Regions from separate parts of the Mus musculus genome. Here region 1 is linked to region 2. A link is a contact called in public promoter capture Hi-C data. All regions are on one chromosome and are shown on one strand. The core of a region is the stretch at or near the end of the contact, and the rest is flanking DNA. Distances in the headings are between cores, read along the strand shown.

Region 1 (6,410 bases), core at 855-3,354, 290 kb before region 2:
CCGGGTGGTGGTGGCACACACCTTTAATCCCAGCACTTGGGAAGCAGAAGCAGGCAGATTTCTGAGTTCGAGGCCAGCCTGATCTACAGAGTGAGTTCCAGGACAGCCAAGGCTATACAGAGAAACCCTGTCTCGAGAAAAAAAAAAAAAAAAAGTGTGTGTGCCCCCCAACATCTGCTTAAGTGTATGAATTTCAGTGGTCACTTGAAATCTTGAAGGAACCATGCTGGTATAAATTAATATGAAGTGGAAATGGCTACAAGTTAGACCTCTGAATACGTCAAGGTTTGGTTGAGCAAAGGAAATTGTTTAGTAAATGCTGAAAATGGTTGTTTGGCAGTGGAATTGATGAAAGTTTAAAGACTTTGGAGGATCTAAGTGACTGTGGGTATATGCCCATGTGCATCTGGTTTTGGCTATTTAGCCTTGTTAAATGTATAAATAACCCATATGTCTTGCCACAGTTACTAGGTAATAGTTGATGGGTCCCAAGAGTTATACTATAAAATAGATTACTGATTAAGCAAATGGTTGAGTAATTTCTATCATTTGCTAAATAGCTTTATTTTGAACTGGTGAGATGGCTCAGCAGCTAAGGATGTTTGCTTTCAGTCCTGACCATCTGATTTTGATCCCCATGACCCACATGGTGGGAGAGAAAGAACTGACTTTTGCAAGCTGCCCTCTGTCTTCCACATACATGCAAATTCATACACATAAATCCTTTTTGAAAATCCAAACTTAGGTTGTTGATGGGCTCACTCTGCTGTTAAAAGCACGCACCACTTTTGTAGAGGACCCGGCACCCACGTCAGTTGGCTAACGGGTTTGTAAAGTCAAGTTATGGGGGAGGGAGGTGGGAAACAGACGTCCTCTTCTAGTTTTCTTGGGCACTACACGCAATGGTGCATATACATGTGCCCAAGCACACATGTGCACACACGCACACATACATTAAATATTTAAAATTATTAATTCAGTTCCTTTGTACTTGATTTACCTTTTTCTGCATTCCTGCTTCCATGCTTTTTATAGAATTGCTTCTTGAACTGGGTGGGGATTAGTTACGTTGAGTTTGTCCTAGTGTCACGTTTGAAAAGCTTTTCTTTTCCAAGATTTTTATAAAGACAGTGGAGGTTGGAGAGCTGAAGGTGAATAGTGATAATCAGCAGAATTAAATAAGGGGAATCCCATCCCATAATCAGCCTCCAAACCCTGACACCATTGCATAAACTAGCAAGATTTTGCTGAAAGGACCCTAATATAGCTGTCTCTTGTGAGACTATGCCGGGGCCTAGCAAACACAGAAGTGGATGCTCACAATCAGCTATTGGATGGATCACAGGGCTCCCAATGGAGGAGCTAGAGAAAGTAGCCAAGGAGCTAAAGGGATCTGCAACCCTATAGGTGGAACAACATTATGAACTACCCAGTACCCCGGAGCTCTTGACTCTAGCTGCATATGTATCAAAAGATGGCCTAGTCGGCCATCACTGGAAAGAGAGGCCCATTGGACATGCAAACTTTATATGCCCCAGTACAGGGGAACTCCAGGGCCAAAAAGGGGGAGTGGGTGAGTAGGGGAGTGGGGGGAGGGGGACTTTTGGGATAGCATTGGAAATGTAAATGAGGAAAATGCCTAATAAAAAATATAAAAAATAATAATAATAATAATAAGGGGAATCCCTAAACTCAGGACTATGCAAATGATCTGGAAGGGAGGTCCGCTGGGGTTAAGGCAGGCCCTGCAGATCCCGTGAACTGTAGACCCAAGCAGTCCCTGACGTGCTCTGGGGAAAGCGCTGTTTATCCCAATCTTCCACAGAAAGCAGGGAAAGCATCGTGGTTCGAAGATTTTTGGCTTAGGGTATGCCAAGGACTTTCAAAAGTCTGAAGTCCGGTTTCCTTACTCCATGGCACTTCCGCTCGGGGAAGGCAAGGACTCTGAAAATTCTGGGAAATGTAGTTCATGACCCTCCCATCCCCGGGATGATAAGATAACTTCCGCTGCAGGTGGGGGGGGGGGGCTGAGAGGCCATCCTTCCGGTTGGGAAATGTAGTTTGGGAATCCTCAGTGTGCAAGATCCTCTGCAGGAGACTGCAGGAGACTGTTCTCCCCGCAACCTTCGGGAATTCTGGGAAGTGTAGTCCTGGCTGCCTATGCGGGAAGAGTCACTTCCGCCCCAGGTGTGTGAGGCCTTGTTCCGTTCCTTTCAGAAAGGTGAGCCCTCCCCTTTACTGACCCCTCCCGAGTGTGAGCGATCCTTTTCAGGTTGCCCTGGGTGATAGCCACCAGGCTTGTATCCTGGGTAAGGAAGTCTGCCTCGGAAAGGTAGAACGTGAACTTACTTTGGAAGAGCATGCCCGAGTGTGCTGCGATTGCACACACTGACTCAGGCCTGGCCCGGGGCTGTCAGTCACCTGGATGGAGGGTCTCCTGGGCGATGGGCACCCCCAGCCGCCTCCCTAGCTCTGGTCACGATGCCATCTCCCAGCAGTGGAGTTCAGACTCTCCATCTCTGCCTCCATGCTTTCCACCACGCCTTGGTACCTATCCAAGAGTGATCTAGAGTTTCCTGCAAGGCTCAAAACTGCTGACGCGCGGTAGGAAATGGGACATTTACTATCGGTGCTTTCCAATTTCAGAGAAGCTGGACGCTTTAGTGACCCACGGATGGTCTCAGAGCTCCTGCTGTAGGGTCTCTGGACCCAGCCTGTCCCCATTATCAAAGTCCTTAATGACTTGTTTTGTTTTTGTTGAGACAATCGTTCCCAGCTTTGTGTGCAGTGTCCACTGTGCCTTACGGGGGCCGGGAGAGGTGTTAGCTGAAGTCCGGTTTCTCCGAGCAAGTTGTCTTCTTAATCCTTTATATAAAAAGTGCTGCAGGGGAAAGAGGCATCAGAGAACGTGGTAGTGGTGCAGTCGTTTGAATGAGAAATGACCCCGTAGGGTCCAACCTTTGGATGCCAGGTCCACAGTTTAGAGGGCGGGGTGCTGTTTCTGGAGGTTTGGCTGGTGTGGCCTTGCTGGAGAAATACGTCATGGGGCGGGGTCAGCCTCCAAGGTGTTTGCTCGCTATGCTTGAGTTTCAGAAGGGAGCTCTCAGCTTCTTGCTCCTGTTGACAAGTCTGCCACCTGCCATGCTGTCCCTACTATTATGGAACTGAAAGCCAAAATAAACGCTTTCTTCCACACCTTATTCATGGTGTTTGATCACAGCAACAAAAAGTAACTAATACACAGGGGTAGACCTTAGCATCCTTCTGTCAATCTGTCTGTTCTGAGGAGTGAGGCTCTCTTTACTCATTAGCAGATCCACTTATGAAGTTACCCTAATATTTTTTAATTAATTCTGGACGGGATAGAGAAATGCTTGGACATAAAGAATAAGTATGAAATATAAACATTTAAAACTAAATGCTGTACGGGTTCTATCCAAATTAATAAATATAACTCTTAAAAGAGCTTTATTGGATGTGGAGTCATCATTATTTTTATCACTTCTATTTAAGGAAAAAAATAAAATTTGTTTTTTAGAACATAGGTTAAAAATTTACTGATTGTACCAAAAAATATAAAATTATTATCATTATATCCTGTGTTCCTAGGTAATTATATTTCTTTATAGTCTACTTATTTTCTTAATCGTATACGCTACAGTTACTTCTACAATCATATTTGCAGATAACACTACAGAATCATTTTTTACAATCGTATTTGCACTAGCCATACTGAAATGGCTCAGCCTGCAAAGGCACTTGCCACCAAGCCTGACGTCCTGAATTTGATCCTTAGGACTCATATGGTGGAAGAAGAGAATTGTTGTAGATACACACACCCACAAATAAATAGATTTAAAAAAAAAAAAAAAACAGTGGAATTGGGAATGGAGAGGTGATTAACAATCAGCATTGTTTCTGCTTGCAGAGGCCCCAGGTTCGAGTCCCAGAACCCACAGGTGACTCGTAGCTACCTGTAACTCCAGTTCCCAGGGAGCTAGACAAGCAGGCAGATACTTAAAAGTAAATAAAAATTAATATATATAGTGCACTGTTGAAGTCCTCAACCTGTATATTAAAACAAAACAAACAAACAAACAAAACAAACAACAACAACAAAACCCAAACATGTGCCTGGCCCTAGGTTCAATCCCCAGTCCTGTGTGAAAGAAAAAGCATAAAATGTATATCTTTCTTAGGTAGAGATTTTATTATCTATAGCAGAGCACATACACCACCACCACCACCCCCAAAAAAAAAGACTTCTGGATTTCACAAGCAGTATTAAAATGGTGATAGTAAACATGCCGGGGGCCCTAGAAACGGCTCCAGGTAAAGGAGCCTGCTGCCAAGCCTGCTGCCCCGAGTTCAATCCCCAAGACCCACGTGGTGAAAGGAGGGAACCACCTCCCATACACATGCTGTATGTATGTGTGTAAGTGTGTATGTGGCCAGGTAGTAAGTAAATACAATTTAACTTTAGCTGAGTGGTAGTAGCACACACCTTTAATCCCAGCACTCAGGAGGCAGAGGCAGGTGGATCTCTGACTTCAAGGCCAGCCTGGTCTACAGGGAAAGTTTCAGGACAGCCAGGGCTACACAGAGAAACCCTGTCTTGAAAAAAAACAGAACAAAAAACTTCTTTCAGTTTTAACAAACTAAAACACTGTGAAAAGTAAGACATGTTTGTTGCAATGCAAGATCAACAGCTAAGCAGAAACAGAAATTCTGGAGCTAGAGTAAGAAGTTAAGAGATAAAATGAGGGCTGGACAGACGGCTCAGAGGTTAAGGAGCACTGACTGCTCTTCCGAAGGTCCTGAGTTCAATTCCCGGCAACCACATGGTGGCTCACAGCCATCCATAATGAAATCTGACACCCTCTTCTGGAGTGTCTGAAGACAGCTACAGTGTACTTACATATAATAAATAAATCTTTAAAAAAAGAGAGAGAGAGATAAAATGAAGGAAATAGTAAAAATAAATAAATAATAGATTCCCTTAGTGAAGCAGTCAAGAAATGAGAGAAATAAAGTCAGGGAGGACAAATGGAACAGGAATACAGTGGTGGCCTGGACCCCATCCACATCAGCAGTTACTGGATGCAACTGTTAGGATAATACTCTGATAAACAGCAGCCTAAAAGAGAAAAAGATGTATTTCAACTTAGAGTTCCAGGTTATAGTCCATCATTGTGGGGAAGTCAGGAACTTGAAGCAGCTGATCCATCACACACAGAATCAAGAGCAGAGAGAAATGTATGCCTGCATGCATGCATGCTTGCTTGCTTGCTTGCTTGTGTTCAGCTTAGTTTCTCTACATTTGTCCAGTTCAGAACCCCTTGCCTAGGGAGCGGTGCCTCTTACAGTGGCCTGGGTCTTCCCATATCAAGTAGTTAAGACAATTCCACATAGATAATGCCCATGTACTAAGACAGATGATTCATTGTTGAGATTATGTTTCCAGGTGATTCTAGTTGATAATTAAAGCCATCTATCACACTAATAAATCAAATACATAGGTTAAAAAGATTACAGGTTGGCACTAGTCGTGGTGGCATACACCTTTTATTTCCAGTACTTGGAATAGGCAGGCAGATCTCTGAATTACAAACCAGCTTGGTCTACATGGTGAGTTCTAGGCCAGCCATAGTGAGACTTTGTCTCAAAACTAAACAAAATAAAAACCAACCAACCAATATATCAGTATATATTGTATATTGTATTATATATGTGCATGTGTGTGTGTCTGTATTGCACACTCTGAAACCCGTTCACTCTTAACATGAGGCATCTATCTGCACACATGTGCTCCACTATGTCTTCCTGACAGTTCTCCATGACAGAGCTCAAATACAGCTTCTCTGCTCATAAGTCATTTGTATCCCCGTATTTCGTTATAGACAAAGAGAAGAACCAACACAAAGGCGGAACACAGAGTGGTTTTGTTAGTATAAGGCACAGGAGACTCCAAGACTGTTGTCACCTGTGGCTGCCATTGCACAGTTTGCCCTGTTAGACATGACAATCCCAAAAGCATAATCACAGAACATCACATGAAGGACAACGGACAGGCCAGAGGGATCTCAGCACTGTTCTCAGTGAACAGCGCACGAGTGCACTGAAAACAGTGCGGATACCATGGCCGTAACAATGCTGTTAACCACTAGATCCCATTCACACTTCTAGAACCTACCAAGAAACTACCAACTTTACATCTTCTTCAGGTTCATTGTTTGTGCTGGGCCAAATTTGCTGGTGTCTCTGATGCTGATCTCAGACCTGTCTCCCATTCAAGCTGCACATCTTAGGGCACAGGAACTGTACAGAGTTCCCATCATGCCTCTTGCCTGGTGCAGGGATGGGCAGAGAAAAATTAGCATCACCTGTTTGTCATGGGTGTGCCCTTCAAC
Region 2 (6,060 bases), core at 2,837-5,336:
ATGATGCTAGTACTTGGGAGGTGGAGGCAGGAGGATCAGCAGTTTATGGTCATCCTTGGGTACAAACTGAGTTCAAATCCAGCCTGGGTTACAGAGACTCTGAACAAGCACTTGTCTCTCACTGAGCCTTTTACAAGGATTATGTTCCTTTGTTTTGGTCCAGCATTTTAAATTCTAAAGAAAAGTAAATGACTAAGATGTTAGCTACTAAAAAATCCTTCCTCAGGTTTATAGAATTCTGGAAAACCTGCTGACCCTCAGATGGCATCAGAGCCCATGTACTAACACAAAATATGCAAATTGCTACGCAGTTTAGAATGTAAAAAAAGTAACGAGACCATTGAGAGAGGAGAGACAGAGAGATAGAGACAGACAGAGAGAGGCCCTCAGAGGCCTAAGTCCAGTTTGAGCTTCCACAAAGAGAAAAGGAGACATTCTGGGAGCAGAAACCCAGCTTAGTGTGCCCGTCCTGTCCACTGTCTCCCTGCACCATCATTCCCTCTTCAGAAAACCTCATTGTGGGGGTGAGGTGGCTCACACCTTAAAACCCAGCACCTCAGAAACACAGGCAGGCAGATCTCAGGAGTTCCAGGCTAGCTGGGGCTCCATAGTAGTTTCCGTGTGTCCCAGGGTTCCCCAAGACAGGAGCCTGGGGTCAGTACTTCCTCTAAATGCCAGCACTTAAATAAAGTTGACTCCCCTACCCTCTCTTATCTCCTAACTGTTTGCTTCTAACATCAGTCTTTTACCTGATCTATTTTGTGTTATTATTCAGTGAGAATAGTCTGTTTTCTTAGCTGTTTCAAATGTAGGATTTACTGTAACTGTAGTCACAATGTCAGACTCTGTGTGTGGGTGGGGGGTGCATGCATGTGAATCTGGATGAACATACCTGAGCACGCACACACTTGTGCACGCACACACCTGAGCACGCACACACCTGTGCACGCACACACCTGAGCACGCACACACCTGTGCACACAGCGATGCTTTGTGTCTTCTCCTATTGCTTGCCACCTCATTGCCTTGAGGCAGGCTATCTCACTAAAGGAGCTCACCCAGTTGGCAGCACCCAGGATATGTCTGCGTCCACCTCCCAACAAATGCTGTGACTCCAGTCCCACTGGATCTGATGCCCTTTCCTGCCCTCCACAGGAACCAGGCACACTCATGGTGCATTTACACACAAGCAGGCAAAACACATAAACACACAAAATAGTTTAATTAAAAAGATAATCCTCTCAAGCACATGTCATCAAGTATACACAGGAATGTTTATAAGAAGGAATATTCAGAGTGCGTATGCGTACAGCAGCAGAAAACTGTTAAGAGCCTGAGCTGCTAACTGCTAAGTTCAGTTCAGCTGGTTTCTGGGGAGGGTGACTGCTGACCCTCACGGAGAACTGCGAGAAGGGCATGCAGTGAGCCAAGCCTGCCTTTCGGGCCAGGCTCTGCTGCTCCCTAAGCATGGGGCCTTCAGGCGCATCTCCTGTCTTCTTATCATCTTTCTGCATCTGTTAAGTGAGGGAGGAGGCTTTATCGAGAGATAGAAGTTACAGGGAAGCAGAGCCTGGTGCCGGTGGCCCAAGGACAATGCCAAATCCCTCCTCTGCCCACTTTGCGGCATGTATGCAGATGAGTGCACTCACCCGTATGTGCATGAGGAGGCCAGAGGTCGATATTAGTGTCTCTCTATATATGTATGTGTGTGTGTGATGTATACATGATGATGTATATATTTAACATGTATGCTTTGTGTATATATATAAATATATATTATATGTATATATAGTATATATACTATATATATGTGTGTATATATATATATATATATATATATATATATAACATGCATGCTGTGCCTCGGGAGGACAGAAGAGGCCTCTTATGGAGGAAGTTCAAGGGGAATTTACTGAGACTCAGTCTCACAAATAAAATAAAATAAAATAAAATAAAATAAAATAAAATAAAATAGAGATGGTTCAGTAGTCAACAGCACTGGCTGCTCTTACAGAGGACAGGGGTTCAATTCCCAGCACCCACATGGCAGCTCTCAACCTTCTGTTGCTCTAGTTCCAGGGGATCCAACACTCTCTTCTGGCCTTGGCAGCCACCAGGCAGGCACGTGGTGCTCAATCATACTTACAAAGCACTCATACATATAAAAGAAAATGAAATCTTTAAAACATGTAAGCGGAGGGCTGGGCTAAGGCTCTGTGGTAGGGAGCTTAACAAGCCTACTTAAATTCAGTCCCCAATACCCTACCTCAAATGTATGAATGCTGAAACCTTAACTAAAGGCCCAGTGAGGTGGCCTGCTGGGTAAAGGCGCTTGGGACCCATGGGATAGAAGGACAGTGCTGATTCTTGCTGACTCCTCTGGCATCCAAATGTGCATTGCTGCATGTGTGCGCACACATCCTAGAGGGCACACATCCCGCTTATAACTCAGTGAATCTGGTGGCATTGAGCACTCTTCATAAACAGCCCTCCAACCAATCACTGCCCTGATGGTTACCTTGAATATGAAAAACTCGTGCTTTCTGTCTCCAGGCTTCAACAATAAAAAAATTCTTCACGGGCTGGAGAGAAGGCTCAGCGGTTAAGAGCACTGGCTGCTCTTCCAGAGGTCCTGAGTTCGATTCCCAGCAACCACATGGTGGCTCACAACCATCTGTAATGGGATCTGATGCCCTCTTCTGGTGTGTCTGATGACAGCTACAGTGTACTCACTATATATATATCCATCCTTTATAAGCTGGCCATGTGGCCCAGGCAGCAGTGTGCTTACCTAGCATGCATAACATGCATGGGGCTCTAGGTTTAATCCCGTGGAGTGTGCCTCTATCAGCACTCCAAGGAACATTTTTTTTTTTTTCAAATTTGAAAGAAAAGCCGAAGGGAAGGCAAACTTTAAGTCTTGGCAGCTAGGTGCCCATAGGAGAACAGAGAAGAGCTTGGCGGGGGCATGGAGGGAGGCGATGCTGTTTGAGTTAGGCTGACATGGAGATCAGCTCTGGGGACAAGCACGCATGTGTGCTTGTGTCTTGAAATGCAGATCAGTGGTAGAGCACATCCTACATAGCAAGGCCCTCTCTCTTTTCTCAGTACAGAAGAGAATGGGAGAGAATAACGAAAAGCCGAGGGGGTGGGGAGAGCCCAGCAGTCCTGAGGCCAAGGCAGGTGGGTTTCTTTGAGTTCTAGACCAGCCTGGTCTACACAGTAAGACCCCACCTCAAAACAAGAGAGCTGCCTTTAATCCCAGCACTTGGGAGGCAGAGGCAGGCGGATTTCTGAGTTTGAGACCAGCCTGGTCTACAGAGTGAGTTCCAGGACAGCCAGGGCTATACAGAGAAACCCTGTCTCAAAACAAACAAACAAACAAACAAACAAACAAACAAATAACCAAGAGAGCTGATTGTGGCGGCACACACAGGTAGGTTATGCTGAAGAGGCAGACACAGGAGGGTAAGTTTGAGGTCAGGCTGATGGACTCACGGTTTTTTTTCTTTAAGAAAGGAAAAGCAATAGGGGAGGTGGAACTTCTGCCTCTCAGCTGTCTTTCCATTGGGTGACTGCACCCTCTGCCCAGTGGCCTTCCAGCTGCTTCAGGCTGTGCCCCTAGTCCTTTGAATGTTTGCCCCTTCTGTAGCCCTGCGATCCGCCCACTTCTGCCGCCCACCTCGTGCCACAGGTCCAAGCCTAGACCTTTCTCTACAGATGTTCTGTCTTGGAGGAGCTGGGCTCTTCCTTAAAGTCCTTCAAGATCGCTTCTTGCAGCCAGCTGAATCAGTCTTGTGCTTGCTCAGATAAGGACGTTAATTCCTCCCTTCCGCCGTACCCTACCCCGATCGGTCTGACAACACTACAGAAGACCCGGGATTCGAACTCGAAATCTCCAGAGCTGCCCACCCAGCCAAACAGCAGGCCCGCCCAGAGAAACAATGCGCACGCGCCTTCTCAGCAGCAACATACTCCCTCGCCCCTCCGTAATCCGCATGCGTGCTGAAGCCAGCCACCTCCATTCACGCATGCTCAGTCTAACGCGCACGTTGGGTTCGCTTGCGCGCCCAGCCCGCGGCGCATGCGCCGAGCTAGCAGCGCAGGCCGTGACTCGTTGGGCTGCGTACTGTGGCTTCCTCTTCTTCCTCCTCTGGGAGCTTCCGGGACGCCAAGGCCTGTTCCGGAATAGCCGGCACCCGTTTTCTCGGCCTCTCTCATTCTCTGGCTTGTGACCTTCCGGCACCATTTACACGGCAGGTGGCTGTGGAGGACCTTCCCCGCCCACGCTGCACTCCCGTCACTCAGAGCGCGCGCTGCGACCCAGGAACTAATCAGCAGCTGCCCTAGGTAAGGGGAAGGGGGGACGCCCCGAGCCTGGGAGAGGCAGGCGCGCCGACGGGGCGGGGTTGGGGGTGGGGCGTATTCAAGCCCCGCCCCCGCCCTGCCGTTAAAAGGTCGCTGGGCGGCTGGCCAATGGGAGTAGGAACGTGAAGGTCTCGGAATTGCGGCGCCGTTAGCTGGAGGTACAAATAAATTAATAGAAACTATAGCCACTGTAAAGTGTCCCTGTAGTGCTGGTACGAGCCTTCTAACAGTATCGGGAGGAAATTTCTGGACACAGTCCCAAAGAAGCCGACATACACCTAGGGCCACCTTCCATGGAAATTGGATTTTGAGGTTCTTCATGCCTGAGTATTGGAAGGAGGCTCCATATAAGACTGCAAGTAGGGGCTGGAGAGATGGCTCAGAGGTTAAGAGCACTGACTGCTCTCCCATAGGTCCTGAGTTCAATTCTCAGCCACCACATGGTGGATCACAACCACCTGTAATGGGATCTGATGCACATTCTACTGGTGTGTATCTGAAGACAGCTACAGTGTACTCATATAAATAAATACATAAATAATATTTTTAAAAAGGGGGGCTAGAGAGATGGTTCAGCGGTTAAGAGCACTGACTGCTCTTCCAGAGATCATGAGTTCAAATCCCAGCAACCACATGGTGGCTCACAACCATCCGTAATGAGATCAGATGCCCTCTTCTGGTGTGTCTGAAGACAGCTACAGTGTACTTATATATTATAATAAATCTTAAAAAAAAAAAAAAAAAGACTGCAAGTAGACTAGGAAGCACTTAGAAAAATACGTGAATAGAACTGGACAAGGCGGCTCACACATGTAATTCCAGTAGTGTGGAGCCAGAAACAGGAGGGTCGCCATGAGTTTGAGACCAGCCTGAACTGCAGAGCAGGACCCTGTTTGAGAGGGAGAGGTGAGGAGGAGGAGGAAACAGTATTAAGTTGTGGAATGCACCATGCCTCAAGAGAAAAGGCATTAGAACAGTTAAGAATTGGGGGTCTCCTGGAAATTCTTGCAAAGCAACTTGTCAATTCTGGAAGATTCTCCAAAGAGGTGCTTCACATGTAGGTGGGAAGATAGCTCAGTGTGTGAAGTGCTTGTTTGCAAGCATGAAGACCCAGGTTTGATCCCCAGCAACCACATAAAAAGTGGAGCCTGGCGGCACGATCTTGTCATCCCAGTGCTGCGGAGGCAAGACTGGCAGATGTGCAGAGCTCCTTGCCCAGGCAAAAACAGTGTGGGGCTGTCAGGATGGTTGTATCAGGTAACGGGGCCACCACAAGGCCAAAGAATTGACTTCCATCCCTGCGGCCTACAGGATGGAAAGAGAAAATGGTCTCTCGGAAGTTGTCACCTGGCCTCCACAAATGTGATATGGCTCTGTGCCTGCTTGCACGCAGGCATGTGTATGTGTGTGTCTCACACACACAAGAAACCCAGAAGCTCCCACCCCAACATTATGCAGATTAGACTTCATTTCTGTGAGGTCAGGAATACCAGCTTAGTAGTTTATGCAGAGCTCTTCCTGGAGAACCCTAGAAACAGCATTGCAGGTCCCAGCTTGCAGGCAGATGGTGTCTCAGGTTCTGGATCGTTCCCCACAAGACCTGATGAGTAGAGTCAACTAGTGATTCCAGAGCAGTGTGCAGAGGGACACTTCACTTGCCTGAAAGGAGGGTGGGTGGTCCCAGTGAACGTC

What was found. Capture Hi-C pulls out chosen DNA fragments and counts their contacts.
Region 1: a promoter capture Hi-C map of pancreatic islet shows a contact between it and region 2. The contact joins the promoter of Zfp112 here to the promoter of Smg9 in region 2. A contact is called at or near these places in 4 of 39 promoter capture datasets (embryonic stem cells, liver and stem cell-derived epiblast-like cells) and 4 of 9 other capture datasets (adipose tissue, embryonic stem cells, liver and 1 more).

The regions. Positions count from the first base shown.
Region 1 is chr7:24,110,216-24,116,625 of GRCm38.p6, forward strand. Zfp112 (zinc finger protein 112) reads left to right here and starts at 2,105. Exons shown (of 5, transcript NM_021307.2): 1 at 2,105-2,221.
Region 2 is chr7:24,395,542-24,401,601 of GRCm38.p6, forward strand. It overlaps Smg9 (smg-9 homolog, nonsense mediated mRNA decay factor (C. elegans)), which reads left to right and starts at 4,087. Exons shown (of 14, transcript NM_028047.2): 1 at 4,087-4,350.